Linked DNA regions of Mus musculus: all the other regions are linked to region 2. Evidence: chromatin contacts called from public HiChIP or PLAC-seq and promoter capture Hi-C data. All regions are on one chromosome and are shown on one strand. The core of a region is the stretch at or near the end of the contact, and the rest is flanking DNA. Distances in the headings are between cores, read along the strand shown. Region 1 holds the start of Mpnd (MPN domain containing). Region 2 holds the start of Vmac (vimentin-type intermediate filament associated coiled-coil protein). Region 3 holds the start of Ubxn6 (UBX domain protein 6). Region 4 holds the start of Tnfaip8l1 (tumor necrosis factor, alpha-induced protein 8-like 1).

Region 1 (2,700 bases), core at 104-2,603, 710 kb before region 2:
GATAGGATGTGGCAGTAGTTACATCATAGAAAAGTCCCTTTTGGATCGAGGTGGAAGATAAACAGGATGAAAACGTCCAGTGAGCAGAACTTGGAGCCTCTCTCAAGGCTTTGCCTGTTTACAAGATGGTTAGACCTGCATATTGTGCCGGGACTTGGAAGCGGTAAACTATGGAGCCCAAAGTCTGGTGGCCTGGGCTAAGGGAAGAGTGGTTCTCGGACTGGTGAGATGGCTCAGTGGGTAAGAGCACCCGACTGTTCTTCCGAAGGTCAGGAGTTCAAATCCCAGCAACCACATGGTGGCTCACAACCATCCATAACGAGATCTGACTCCCTCTTCTGGAGTGTCTGAGGACAGCTACAGTGTACTTACATATAATAAATAAATAAACAAATCTTAAAAAAAAAAAAGAATGATTCTCATTACTCAGACCTTTCCAGAGCATCCTGCCTCTTTCCCCAGTTTGAGGCCACCCGGATTTTCAGACCTCCCTGGGTTGGGGTAATCTGTGATGAAGGACAAATCAGGATGAGAACAAAGGCCCAGGGCCTTGGGCGCCTAGTAACACCGCCCCTTCCCGCTCGCTGATTACACGTGAACGCCGATTGGCTGAGTGGGAACCATCCCTTGTCGCTGATTGGATGCTGGAGGCACCTGGTGATTGGCTGATGAGAACTGCCATTGGGCTGAGTTAACCCTAGAAAGGCTAAAGCTGGCCAGGCTCAGACCTTTCGATCCAGCTATAACGCGCAGCTGCTTTCCTAAAGCGGCTCTACATTTCTTACAAACCTGTTTCTTCCCTGCTCCCAACCATCAAGGGCTCTGCCTTTAGCTAGCGCACTAGCCTCACTAGCAGCTTCCTTCATCGCTGCTGTAGGCTGAGGGAATCATGAGCTCCAGGATGCAGCCCCACTAAGGGAGTATAGTCCCCCTGAGAGCAGGGGATGGGGGGCGGCGTCCTGAGTCTGTTTTTCCCTCTAGTTCACCATCTGCTTCAGTTTCCCTTGTGTCCCAAGGTCTTCCCTCATTTCTTTAACTGCGCGTGGGCAGGCCCAAGACCTAAGGTTTCCATCTCTTTCCTGAAAGCTGAGCCACTCCTGCTCAGGGATCAAAGTTGCAACCTAGTAGCTGGTGGCCTCGAGTATGGTATCTCTAGTCCCTGAATGAGAAGGTCCTGGGCCTGTTTCCTTCTCCAGGTCTCCCCCAACCTCCAGCTTTAGTTTCGCCAAATTGCACCGGATCGCTCCAACTCCAGTGCAAGCACAACCCAACCGCTCCGTATCCCCTCCGCCCCCGGCGGGCCAAACCTCCCCACCCATTTTCAGTAACCAATAGACTGCTGTGTCCCCGCGCGGGGAGGAGCCCGTTCACTCGGAGGAGGCTGTGCCGGGACACAGCGTCCATGGCAGGTAGGATGGTCCGCGCAGGCGGGGACGGGGCAGCGGGACGCGACCTCTGCAGCCAGTTGCTATTTCGCTGCAGCTCCCGAGTCTCTGTCTCCCGGGGCCACGGCCGAGGAGGCGCCGGAGGAGGATGAGGACGACGCGGAGGCCGAGGACCCCGAGCGCGGGACGGGTAGCGGAGGGCGCAGCGGCAGCCTCGGTGGCAGCGGAGGCGGCACGGCAGGGCCTGGGATGGCCCTAGGGGGCGCGCTCACGAGGCGCGCGGTCACGCTTCGGGTGCTGCTCAAAGACGAGCTGCTGGAGCCCGGTGAGGGGGTGCTATCCATCTACTACCTGGTGAGCGACCCCCGGAGACCGTTCATGTCCTCCACTGCTAGCGTATAAAGAGAAACTGAAGCCCAGAGGAACCGTGTTAATCACAATGCCACATAGCTATAACCACTGCCATCTGGGTGTGTCCGCGGGCAACCAATCTGTGTGATTGCGGCTTCCCCATCTGTAAAATGAGGCCTTCCTTCCCAGGCTCTCTATGAAGATGATGGCTTCAAAACTGTGTACTGTTATTTAAAATGATCGCCCAAAAAACTCTTTGTGATACCAAGAATGGAAGGGAGCTTTACCCCTGACTATGCCCCCAGCCCCCTCACTGCGGGATTCTAAGCAGGGGGTCAATTCCTGACCTTGCACCCAACCAACCCCTCACTTGGGAATTTTAGGCAGGAGTTCTACCTCTGAGAACAGTCTTATTAAGTATTCCAAGCAGGTTCTGAAGTTGTGTGCTTCCTGCCTCAGCTTCCCCAGTAGTTGGGCTGACAGGCCTGGGCCGTTATGCCTGCTCTGGCTGCCATTACTTAATTTTAAAGTTGTGCATCTGGGTGTGGAGTGCCAGGAGTACTGGTGTGAAAGATGGAGTTCCTGTGACAGTACCTCTTGGGAGCCTTAGAAGAACAAGGACGCCAAGCCTCAGGGAGAAAGGAGTTAGGAATCACTAGGACTGAAGTGTTTCAGCCCCCTCTGTCGCTGCAGGGCAGGAAGTTTACTGGGGACCTGCAGCTGGATGGCAGGATCGTGTGGCAGGAAACTGGACAAGTCTTCAACTCACCCAGCGCCTGGGCCACACACTGCAAGAAGCTCGTCAACCCAGCCAAGAAATCTGGCTGTGGCTGGGCCTCTGTCAAGTACAAGGGCCAGAAGCTGGACAAATACAAGGCCGCCTGGCTTCGCCGGCACCAGCTACATATGCCTGTAGCTACGGCCGATGAGGTAGGAAGTACGTGCCTTCCACCTTGCGCTGTGG
Region 2 (2,815 bases), core at 135-2,634:
CCTCCTCCTTTCCCATGTTGTTGCCCAGGGGTGGGCCAGGCCCATCAGGAAGTAGCTGGGCCCTATGGCTGTGGCTGGCCGGCAAGGGGCCCAGTTCCTCTGCCTCCTCCAGGGTGGCCAACAGTGCGGCCAGGGGTGGTCGGTGGCGAGTGATGTCCTGCAGCAGGTCAGCCCGAGGCTGTAGCTGCTGGATCATCTGGTCCCTCTGGTCCACTGCGGCCTGCAGGCTGCGAACTGTGGCCTCAGAGCTCAGCAGCTGCTCTTGGAGGGCAGATATCTCCCTGGTAAGAGGACCAAATAAGGTAGTTACCTACAGGGGGTGGGGGTGGGGGCATCTACCTGCTCCAGAATCCTCTGAGACTCCCTATGTCTCCTCCTGCACTACTTCTTTGTGTGCTTGTTTATGTGCATAGGCGCACACATGTGACAGCAAACATGTGGAAGTCAAGGTACAATTTTCAAGAGTTGGTTCGCTCCTCCTGCCCCATGGGATCAAATTCTTTGTCATTCTTAGTGGCGAGTGTCTTTATACACAGAGCCATTGATGTCATTGGTAAAGCACCCTCAGCCCCACAGCAGGCCTGGCGCTCTGTCATCCCAGCACTCGAGAGATGGAGGCAGAAGGATCAGGGGTTGAAAGCTACATAGTGCCTTTAAGGCCAGCCTTCTCTCAAAAAACAAAACAGTGCCAGTTTTGTGTGTCCTTCGGTAGGACTTCCGCATGGTCACAAATGGTTGTCACAGATCTGACTATTCTATATAGGGGTGTTCTGTGCCTTTGTCTACCGATGTGGGCCCCTACCCAGCAGCTTCCTTCGATCATCAGACACAATACTCTTGCACCTACCGGCAGACTCGGCCTTGTGGGTGGGACAGCTGGCTTCATTTTAACAGTTTGAAATGCTCTCAAGTAACCCAGGCTATACTCTAAAGTCCCCATGTAGTCGAGGATGGCCCGAACTCCTGATCCTCCAGTCTCAGCCCTCCTAGTGCTGTGATGCCGGGCATTTAGTGCTCCGGAAATTTTTGCTCTCGGTTCCCAGCCCTTTCCACCCGCCTCCTTTGGGATGTCCGCCGGGCCTCCTCCAGGGCCTCACCGGTCCTTGGCGCGACCCAGCTCATCCAGGGCGGCGCGCAGGTGCTGGTCGTGGCAGGCCAGGCGCTCGGCCTGCGCACCAATCGTGCGCTCAGCCGCCAGCAGCCGCCTCTCCAGCTCCGCTGCGCGTCGGTGCACGGCGGCCAGGTGCGCGTTCGCCTCCCGGATCTGCAGAGGTGGCGGCGCAGACATGGCCCCCGGCTGCCGTGCAGGCCCCACCCCGCCCTGTCGGGTCACGCCCACAACGCAAGAAGCCCCGCCCCTGAGCCCGACCCCCACCCCCCACCCCCTCCCTCACATGCAGCTGCCAGGCTGCCGCTGCATTAATTTAAACCTTCTCAAGAGGCCCCGCCCAACTTCGAAGTGACGTCAAGAAAGACACGCCCCCCGGAGGAAGGCGTGTGCTTCCTCTTGGGCTCTCACTATTGGCCACGTTTCTACCAGGGGCAGGACTAAGTGCGGCCACGCCCCGTAGCCAATGTTCACGTCCCTTTCAGGACCAGCTCCTGAGTGTGGCTGTGCCTGCGAGTGCAGCGAGGACTTAAAACCAAAGCAGAGTGGGCCTGGTCTCCGTCAATTATAATCCTCACGCTAAATCCTCACGATTGGTCCCCTTGCCCCCAGCCTGGCCACGCCCCCAAATAGTTACACGCGGTCCTGATTGAGATGGGCATGAAACCACACCCCTACACAGTCCGGATCCCTGACGAGCCAACCGCTTTTGCGCTGTGTCCCGCCGCGTCCGTGCAGCTCCGGCTAACTAGGGTATCACTAGCCTCGCGCTGTAATATCTGCCCTGCGATTGTCCTACCTTCTGTTAGTTTCGATCGCTGACCTGCCTGACAGTGTAATGGCTGTCCTGCGACCTGTCAATCCCATCCTTGGATGCACTATCAACATTCTCCGTACTAGAAACCTCGTCTTCGCTAGGGCTGGAGGCGTTTTTCTTCATGGCCTCAGTTTACCTTTCCTGACGTCACGGGCGTCTCTGTCCAGATTCACTTGTGGACCGAGCACGACACAGATCTTGCTACGGGATTAATAAGACCTCGGTACAAACCTGCACTGCGCGCATGCGCGCACGCCTTGTCTGCGTCCAAGGCGTTCAATAAAGTTGCGCGCTGGAAACCTCGCGAGAGTTGACCTAGCCGGCTACCCTTGAGTTCGCCCAGACGCTTTAGGGTCGGCCGAGCAAGCCCAGCTAGGTATGGCGATGGTGAAGCGGTTCTTTGAATCTTACCATGAGGTCCCCGACGGCACCCAGTGTCATCGCAAGACCTACATCACCACGGCCTTAGGCGGCATTTGCGGTGAGCGCGGGCCGGTGGGCGGGCGGAGGGCGGAGGTCTGGAAGCAAAGGTCAGAGGGCGCGCGGAGGTCCCTGGGGCGCCGGGGCGCAATGGCTGTAAAGGCGGAAGAGGTTGAGACTTTTGAGGGGCGTAGACTCGTCAGTGCCTAGGGGCTTCAGAGGTCGTAGGTCAATATCAGGGAGCAAAAGCTGGAGAAAATGTGAAGGTCATTTCAGCGTCGTCAGGAGTTTTTAGGGTTAAGGGGTGATCGGGTCATCGGAGTTTTTGAAGACAAGTTCTAGGGTTGCCTTGGCAAGACTGCAAACCCTCTGTGTAGCGGAGGATGGCCTTGAGGTCTTGATTCTCCTGTCTCCAGTCTGGCCTGCATGATCCTCCTGCCTCAGCTGCCCGAGTGCTGGGATGACAGGGC
Region 3 (3,011 bases), core at 213-2,712, 640 kb before region 2:
GTTGAAAGCAGTTCAGCCTGCCAGTGCAGTTCAGAGGCAGGTTGCAGCGAGAGAATGAGAAGGAACCAGAAGATTAGAAGAGACTGCCAGACTTAGTTTGAGTCCAAGCAGAGCACTTCAGTGAGAAATTGAGAGAAGCCAAATTGAATTAGTCAGCTTGGTTAATTAGATTGTACAGATGCTAGAAGCTTCCTGGGATAGTTGTTAGAACATGGATAATGCTCTGAGCTCAGCCCAAGCAGTGTGTTGTGTTCACAGAGCATGGTTGCAGCTCTCATCACTTCATCTGAGGAAATAAAAGTGACATTTACTTTTATAGATCACACACAGATCACGGACACTGGACCATCCCCTCCAACTTCTGGCCTGAGGATCCTTTGAACCTCCATGTTCCTCTCATCATTGAAACTGCCCCACTATTTGTAGCTGTACCCTGGTGTGTTTACCTCCCTTCTAGCCCTGGCTTGCAGGCCCCTCCTTCTCCTCACATTCAGCCCCAGTCGCTGGTTGTCATTTTCCTCCACATATACTTCCTGCAGACTACTCCCTGGTAGCCTGTAGCTGTCTCCAATCTCTACTTCACCCCTTCTGAGCAGCTCCAACATGCCTTACCTCCCTCTCCAGAACACAAAGTTCTCCGGAAAGAACTCCAGGAAAGTACTCCTGGAAGACCCGGAGTTGCCAAGGCCCCCACAGAGATCCCATCTTCACCTGTCACCCCAACCACTCAACAACATTCTGGGTCTGGGCCTCTCTGGTTTCCACACTCCTCCAAGATCCTTCTATAATCCTCTCTCACTCCCCAACCCCTCCCAGATTACCACACAACCTACAAAGAAGTCTTAACATCTCTCACAGACCTTCTTCCCACACCTTCTCTTAGGTCCTTCCTACCCACATTTCGCCAAGGCCACACCTTTAGGCGGCTCTTCTCTTAGCTAAATTCTGGGCATTGCCCCGTCCCTTCTCACCACCCAGAACCAAGAGTCTCTAAGCAGTGACCAACGCGCCCTGGCCACGACCGCCCACGCCTACCCTTAGCGCCCCGCCCACCCGTGCTACACCACACAACTGCCCTCCCTTCTGCCCCGCCCACCACTGCTACAACGCCCCGCCCTCATTGTAGGCTCCGCCCCTGCCTTACAATCTTCCACACCCCACCCACCAATCTACTCCTGCTAAGCATAGCCTAGAAAGACCCTGACACCCAACCGCCGGCCCTTTTTGCCCCCTGGCCCTCGCCCTCTCCGTCGCCCAACCAGCGTCACATACCCTGCGGAATCCGTAAGCTTCTGGCCGGGCCCCGCGCTCTTGAACTTGATGTCAGCCTTGATTTCCTGGAAGAACTTCTTCATGGCGGCAGCGGCCCGGCGGCTTGGGCCGCAGGGCGGAGGGCGCAGGGCCCGGGTGGATGAGGAGCAGGCGGCCAACCACCGGAAAGAAAATATCGCGGCGACGGAAGTCCCGCCTGGTTCACGTGACAATCGCCTTGCAGCACCTCGCGCGGGCGGGGCGCCATCTTCCTGTCTGCGGACGCCGTTGCCGGGGCGACAGGCTCGCCTCCCTTAAGACCGCAGCAGCCACCAGGGGAGCTTAAAGAGAGCATCCAAACAGCGAGCAGCCTAGAAGAGTACCCAGAGCTACTGGAACCAGGGTGGATGTCAGGAGTTCAAGGCCAGTCCATACTACAGAGAAAATGAGTATGAATGTACTGTGCATGAGCCTGAAATCTGCTCTGGGAGAGACAAGCTAGAAGGAGCCGACAGAGAGATTGGTACAGGCAAGGTCAAAGCAGAGACCGCAGTTGGTACAGGGCTTGCTCAACATGTGCAAAGCTGAGTTTAATCTCCTCCAACACTTCCATCTCGTGTGGTGTGTACACACAACAAAAAGTTGGATGCTCTGGACTCAGGCTTTTTAGAACACTACTGTTCATGTGAAAAACAGCCATCATCTAGATCAGAATCACTGTGACTGTGCAAGAGACCCCCAAAATCATATACTTCACTGTTAATGGTCACTCATTAGAAAGAAGGGGGGAAGTGGGTCATTGGACACAAACTTGAGATTCCAGGAGCTCTTCTGCACCCCCTGTCTGTGTGCATGTAATTCTACCCTAATGCGCATGGCATTGTGGTCTTTGGATCATGTAACTGAAGTGCCTATGGGCAAGCTTTCGTCTGTGTTGGTGTGAAATTTGTCAGAGATAAAGCAGCTTTGTGGGCTACCCAGGCTGTTAATAATTTTATTAGTTTTGCCAACCATTAGATCCAAAAATGCACAAAGCTGAAGGATGGGACACCCTGGTGATTTCAAGGAAACAAGCCCCATGGCTGGAGGAGAGCAATGGAGGCATTTGATGAGAACTGTGGAAGACAGGTTTCCAAGAGCTACAGTGAAGAGAGGAGTGGAGCACCTTAAAGAAGGCAGCCAGGATGTGGGCTGGAGAGATGGCTCAGCGGATAAGATCTTCTAGAGGTCCTGAGTTCAATTCCCAGCAACCACATGATGACTCCCAATCATCTATAATGGGATGCAGTGCCCTCTTCTGGTTTGTCTGAAGGGAGCAACAGTGTACTCACATACAAATAATTTTTTTTAAGATTTGTTTATTTATTTATTTATTTATTTATTTATTTATTTATTTATTATATGTATGTACACTGTAGCTGTCTTCAGACACTCCAGAAGAGGGCATCAGATTTTTGTTAGGGATGATTGTGAGCCACCATGTGGTTGCTGGGATTTGAACTCAGGACCTTTGGAAGAGCAGTCAGTGCTCTTAACCGTTGAGCCATCTCACCAGCCCCAACAAACCTTTTTGTTGTTGTTGTTGTTGTTTTGAGAGACAGGGTTTCTCTGGATAGCCCTGGCTGTCCTGGAACTCATTTTGTAGACCAGGCTGGCCTCGAACTCAGAAATCCACCTGCCTCTGCCTCCCGAGTGCTGGGATTAAAGGCGTGCGCCACCATGCCCGCCAACAAATAAATCTTAAAAAAAAAAAAAAAGGC
Region 4 (2,755 bases), core at 232-2,731, 550 kb before region 2:
GAAATAATTCTACCTCCGCCCATGCCCCCTTGCCCACTTGATCTAGAGGATCAAGCGCACCAGAGCACCTCTGCTAGACTCTGTGAGGACCTGGTGAGGGAGACACTGGCAGAGCCAGGGAAGACAGTCCACATCCTCACAAGAGCCCACTCAAGGCTTCACTGGGGAATTCTAGGCAGAGGCTCCACCCTGTCCACGACCCAGCCTCTCACCACGGGACTCTAGGCAAGTGGGAGGGGTAGGCTCTAGCCCTGAACCCACACAGCTGGGTTTGATCCCCACTTTATCACACCTATGATATCTGTGGGTTCCTCAGACTCTAAGTGCTCAAAAATCAGAAGCCCCCAAACCTGCTTCAGTGACACCTGCTTCCCCCCACACACCTCAAAAACACACTAATTGCCCTGGCTCATACTGGGGTATGAAAAACCTAGAGCTGTGGTCTCTGTCTTTGATACTGAGCTCTGTCTAGGGTCCTGTGTGGCTGTCACAAGGGTGAGCTCCTGGTACAGAGCAGATAGAGGCCATGTTCAGCACCCGGCAGAGCTGGGATGGCTACTGAACTTGTAAGTTCCTGGCCCAGAGCACAGACAATCTGAAATCAGGAAAGCCACTTGGGTCTGTGCTGCTCTAGGCAAGTCACTTAAGGTTTCTCTGGGTCTCAATTTCTATCTCTCAAAAGCCTGGATTTAGTTTTGTGTGTTAAGGCTCATGCAAGGAAGGTTAGAATGCAGTCAGCAAACACCTGAGGGGGCTTTCTGAAGAGGGAAGATGGCAGATGAGGCTTTTCCAAGTGTCCTTGCTGTGACAGGGCCATCCAGGCACAGGAAGTGCAGACCCGTGGTTGAGTTGGGGTGGAGTTTGGAGTAAGGTGGGGGTGTTGGGGATGGGTTGGGGGTGGTGGGAGTGTGGGAATCACTCCCAGACTGATTTTCCAGGTCTCACAGCTGCCCCCTGGGAGGTAGCTGGCCCTGTCTGGCCTCTGTCAGGGAGGTCATCACAGTGCCTCCCCCCTTACTCCAGAGACACCAACTGAAAGAGAGTCTCCGCAGTACTCAGGAACCCCAAAATTGTTGCAAGGCAAATGTTGGGGTGCATTTGTCATGGGAGTCCCAGGTGACACTCTAACTACCTAGTGGGTAAACTGAGACCCGCTCAGAGGGATGCAGGTGTCTCGCGGAGGCGCCTCTCTTCGCTTTGGCCTCTCAGATCTCTGTCGCGCGGTGCACGTATACCCCATTTTTCTCTGTCTCAGTCTCCTTCCTCTTCCTTCCAACACTTTCCCGCCACGGCATCCCTTGCGCTGGGCACCCAGCGCCGGCGCTATTCCGGAGGAATCTCCCGGCCGCAGACCACGCCCTCGCCCACGCCCGCGTCATGCCTCCCACCTCCTGGCAGAGGCTTGCTGCCATTGGCTCCTTCGTACACTGCCTGTGCGCTACCATTTGCTGAGCCAGTGAGCGTTTAGAGGGGGCGAGCCCTTTCTCGGGGGCGTGGCCTCCTAGCCAGCGGCCGGGCTCAGATCCAGCGGCCAATGCCTCTGGCCCCACAGAGGCACCTACAGAAAACTGAAGGCTTGACACATCCCGAGGAGCAGGTGAGCGATGGGGTCCTGCATTGGCTATCCTGGGTTCTTTCCGTCCCCTCCTATCCCCACACCGTCCTCTGTATATCCCGCCTCAGTTTCCTCTGTATACCTATTACTGACTGTGGGAGCATGGGTGTTGTGAGCAGGTTGCTGTGGGCTACTGTAATAGTCCTAACACATGTCCTCAAGAGGACACTTGATGGACTTGGCTCTGTACAAGTGTGCAGCCTGACTCCAGAATGGTCTAGGTATTCTCTGAGGTAGCCAGCTGGACCCCACTGTGGCTCTGGCTGGTGCAGGGTTACCCTGACTGGGACTGGCACTTCAAGCTTCCCATTGCCCGAGGGCTTGAACTCAGTTTTACCATCTGGGAACTGGGACAGTGGCTGTCACATAATTGGCAGGTGACCTGATCCAGGTCTGCAGCCTCCTGGCTCTTTCAGTGTTGGTTTGGAGGATAAACTGGGGTCCAGAATATGGGCTGCGGATGGCCAGAGAGATGGAGACACTGTCTCCAGAACCATATTCTGGTTTGTCACCTTTGTGAGCAGCGGGGCTGGAGAGGGACAGGGTGGAACACTAAACTGGAAACAGGCCTCTGGGTCACTTCCCGAGCTCCAGGCTGTGACGCCTCTGAACACCTTGCCTTGGGGTTAGGACACAGCTCAGACAAACCTGACTCACTTGAACAAGTAACTTAATTATAAGCCTCAGTTTCCCTGTCTGACTTGGGACAGTTGTTTCGTGACTCCCTGAGGCTTCTTGGGGGTGCTTAAACAGACAAAAGAGAGGCTGAGCCAGGGTGGGCTACACACCGAGGCTGTCTCTAAAACAAAAGGGACCCTAGGGTGTAGCCCAGTGCGTAGAGTGCTCACCTAGTAAGCAAGAGGCCTTGGGTTCCGGCCCAAACACAACATATACCAGGACATTTACCCATTTACCCAGTGCTTAGAATAGAGGCAGGTGGATGCCTGTAAGTTTGAGGCCAGGTCTACAAAGTGAGTTCCAGGCTAGCCATAACTATGTATAGAGATCCTGTAACAAACAACAGCCAACAGAGAAAGAGAGAGAGAGAGAGAGAGAGAGAGAGAGAGAGAGAGAGAGAGAGAGAGAGAGAACAGGAATGTAGGCTTTGAGTGCCAAACTTCCTGTTTTTCTGTCCTGGGA

Evidence for each region. HiChIP or PLAC-seq counts read pairs in DNA pulled down with a chosen protein or histone mark. Capture Hi-C pulls out chosen DNA fragments and counts their contacts.
Region 1: an H3K4me3 HiChIP or PLAC-seq map of embryonic forebrain shows a contact between it and region 2, with 2.4 times the contacts expected there. The contact joins the promoter of Mpnd here to the promoter of Vmac in region 2. A contact is called at or near these places in 2 of 484 Hi-C or Micro-C datasets (memory CD8 T cells and regulatory T cells), 3 of 115 datasets of contacts at active chromatin or transcription factors (embryonic forebrain, large pre-B cells and pancreatic cancer cells) and 2 of 9 other capture datasets (adipose tissue and liver).
Region 3: a promoter capture Hi-C map of adipose tissue shows a contact between it and region 2, with 4 times the contacts expected there. The contact joins the promoter of Ubxn6 here to the promoter of Vmac in region 2. A contact is called at or near these places in 9 of 39 promoter capture datasets (the C10 cell line, the SN4741 cell line, cranial neural crest and 5 more), 11 of 484 Hi-C or Micro-C datasets (B cells, CD4 T cells, CD8 T cells and 7 more), 13 of 115 datasets of contacts at active chromatin or transcription factors (the SCID.adh cell line, Th17 cells, Th2 cells and 8 more) and 5 of 9 other capture datasets (adipose tissue, embryonic stem cells, liver and 2 more).
Region 4: an H3K27ac HiChIP or PLAC-seq map of regulatory T cells shows a contact between it and region 2, with 4 times the contacts expected there. The contact joins the promoter of Tnfaip8l1 here to the promoter of Vmac in region 2. A contact is called at or near these places in 8 of 39 promoter capture datasets (the 3T3-L1 cell line, the C10 cell line, the SN4741 cell line and 4 more), 9 of 115 datasets of contacts at active chromatin or transcription factors (astrocytes, bone marrow-derived macrophages, embryonic stem cells and 5 more) and 2 of 9 other capture datasets (adipose tissue and liver).

What each region holds. Positions count from the first base shown.
Region 1 is chr17:56,007,848-56,010,547 of GRCm38.p6, forward strand. Mpnd (MPN domain containing) reads left to right here and starts at 1,354. Exons shown (of 13, transcript NM_026530.5): 1 at 1,354-1,409; 2 at 1,483-1,739; 3 at 2,430-2,666. The coding sequence starts at 1,403. Stap2 (signal transducing adaptor family member 2) reads right to left here and starts at 289. Exons shown (of 14, transcript NM_145934.3): 1 at 1-289.
Region 2 is chr17:56,715,537-56,718,351 of GRCm38.p6, forward strand. It overlaps Vmac (vimentin-type intermediate filament associated coiled-coil protein), which reads right to left and starts at 1,385. Exons shown (of 2, transcript NM_178926.3): 1 at 1,098-1,385; 2 at 1-281. The coding sequence starts at 1,288. It overlaps Ndufa11 (NADH:ubiquinone oxidoreductase subunit A11), which reads left to right and starts at 2,226. Exons shown (of 4, transcript NM_027244.1): 1 at 2,226-2,406. The coding sequence starts at 2,304.
Region 3 is chr17:56,073,564-56,076,574 of GRCm38.p6, forward strand. It overlaps Ubxn6 (UBX domain protein 6), which reads right to left and starts at 1,463. Exons shown (of 11, transcript NM_001379361.1): 1 at 1,273-1,463. The coding sequence starts at 1,355.
Region 4 is chr17:56,161,010-56,163,764 of GRCm38.p6, forward strand. It overlaps Tnfaip8l1 (tumor necrosis factor, alpha-induced protein 8-like 1), which reads left to right and starts at 1,482. Exons shown (of 2, transcript NM_025566.3): 1 at 1,482-1,597.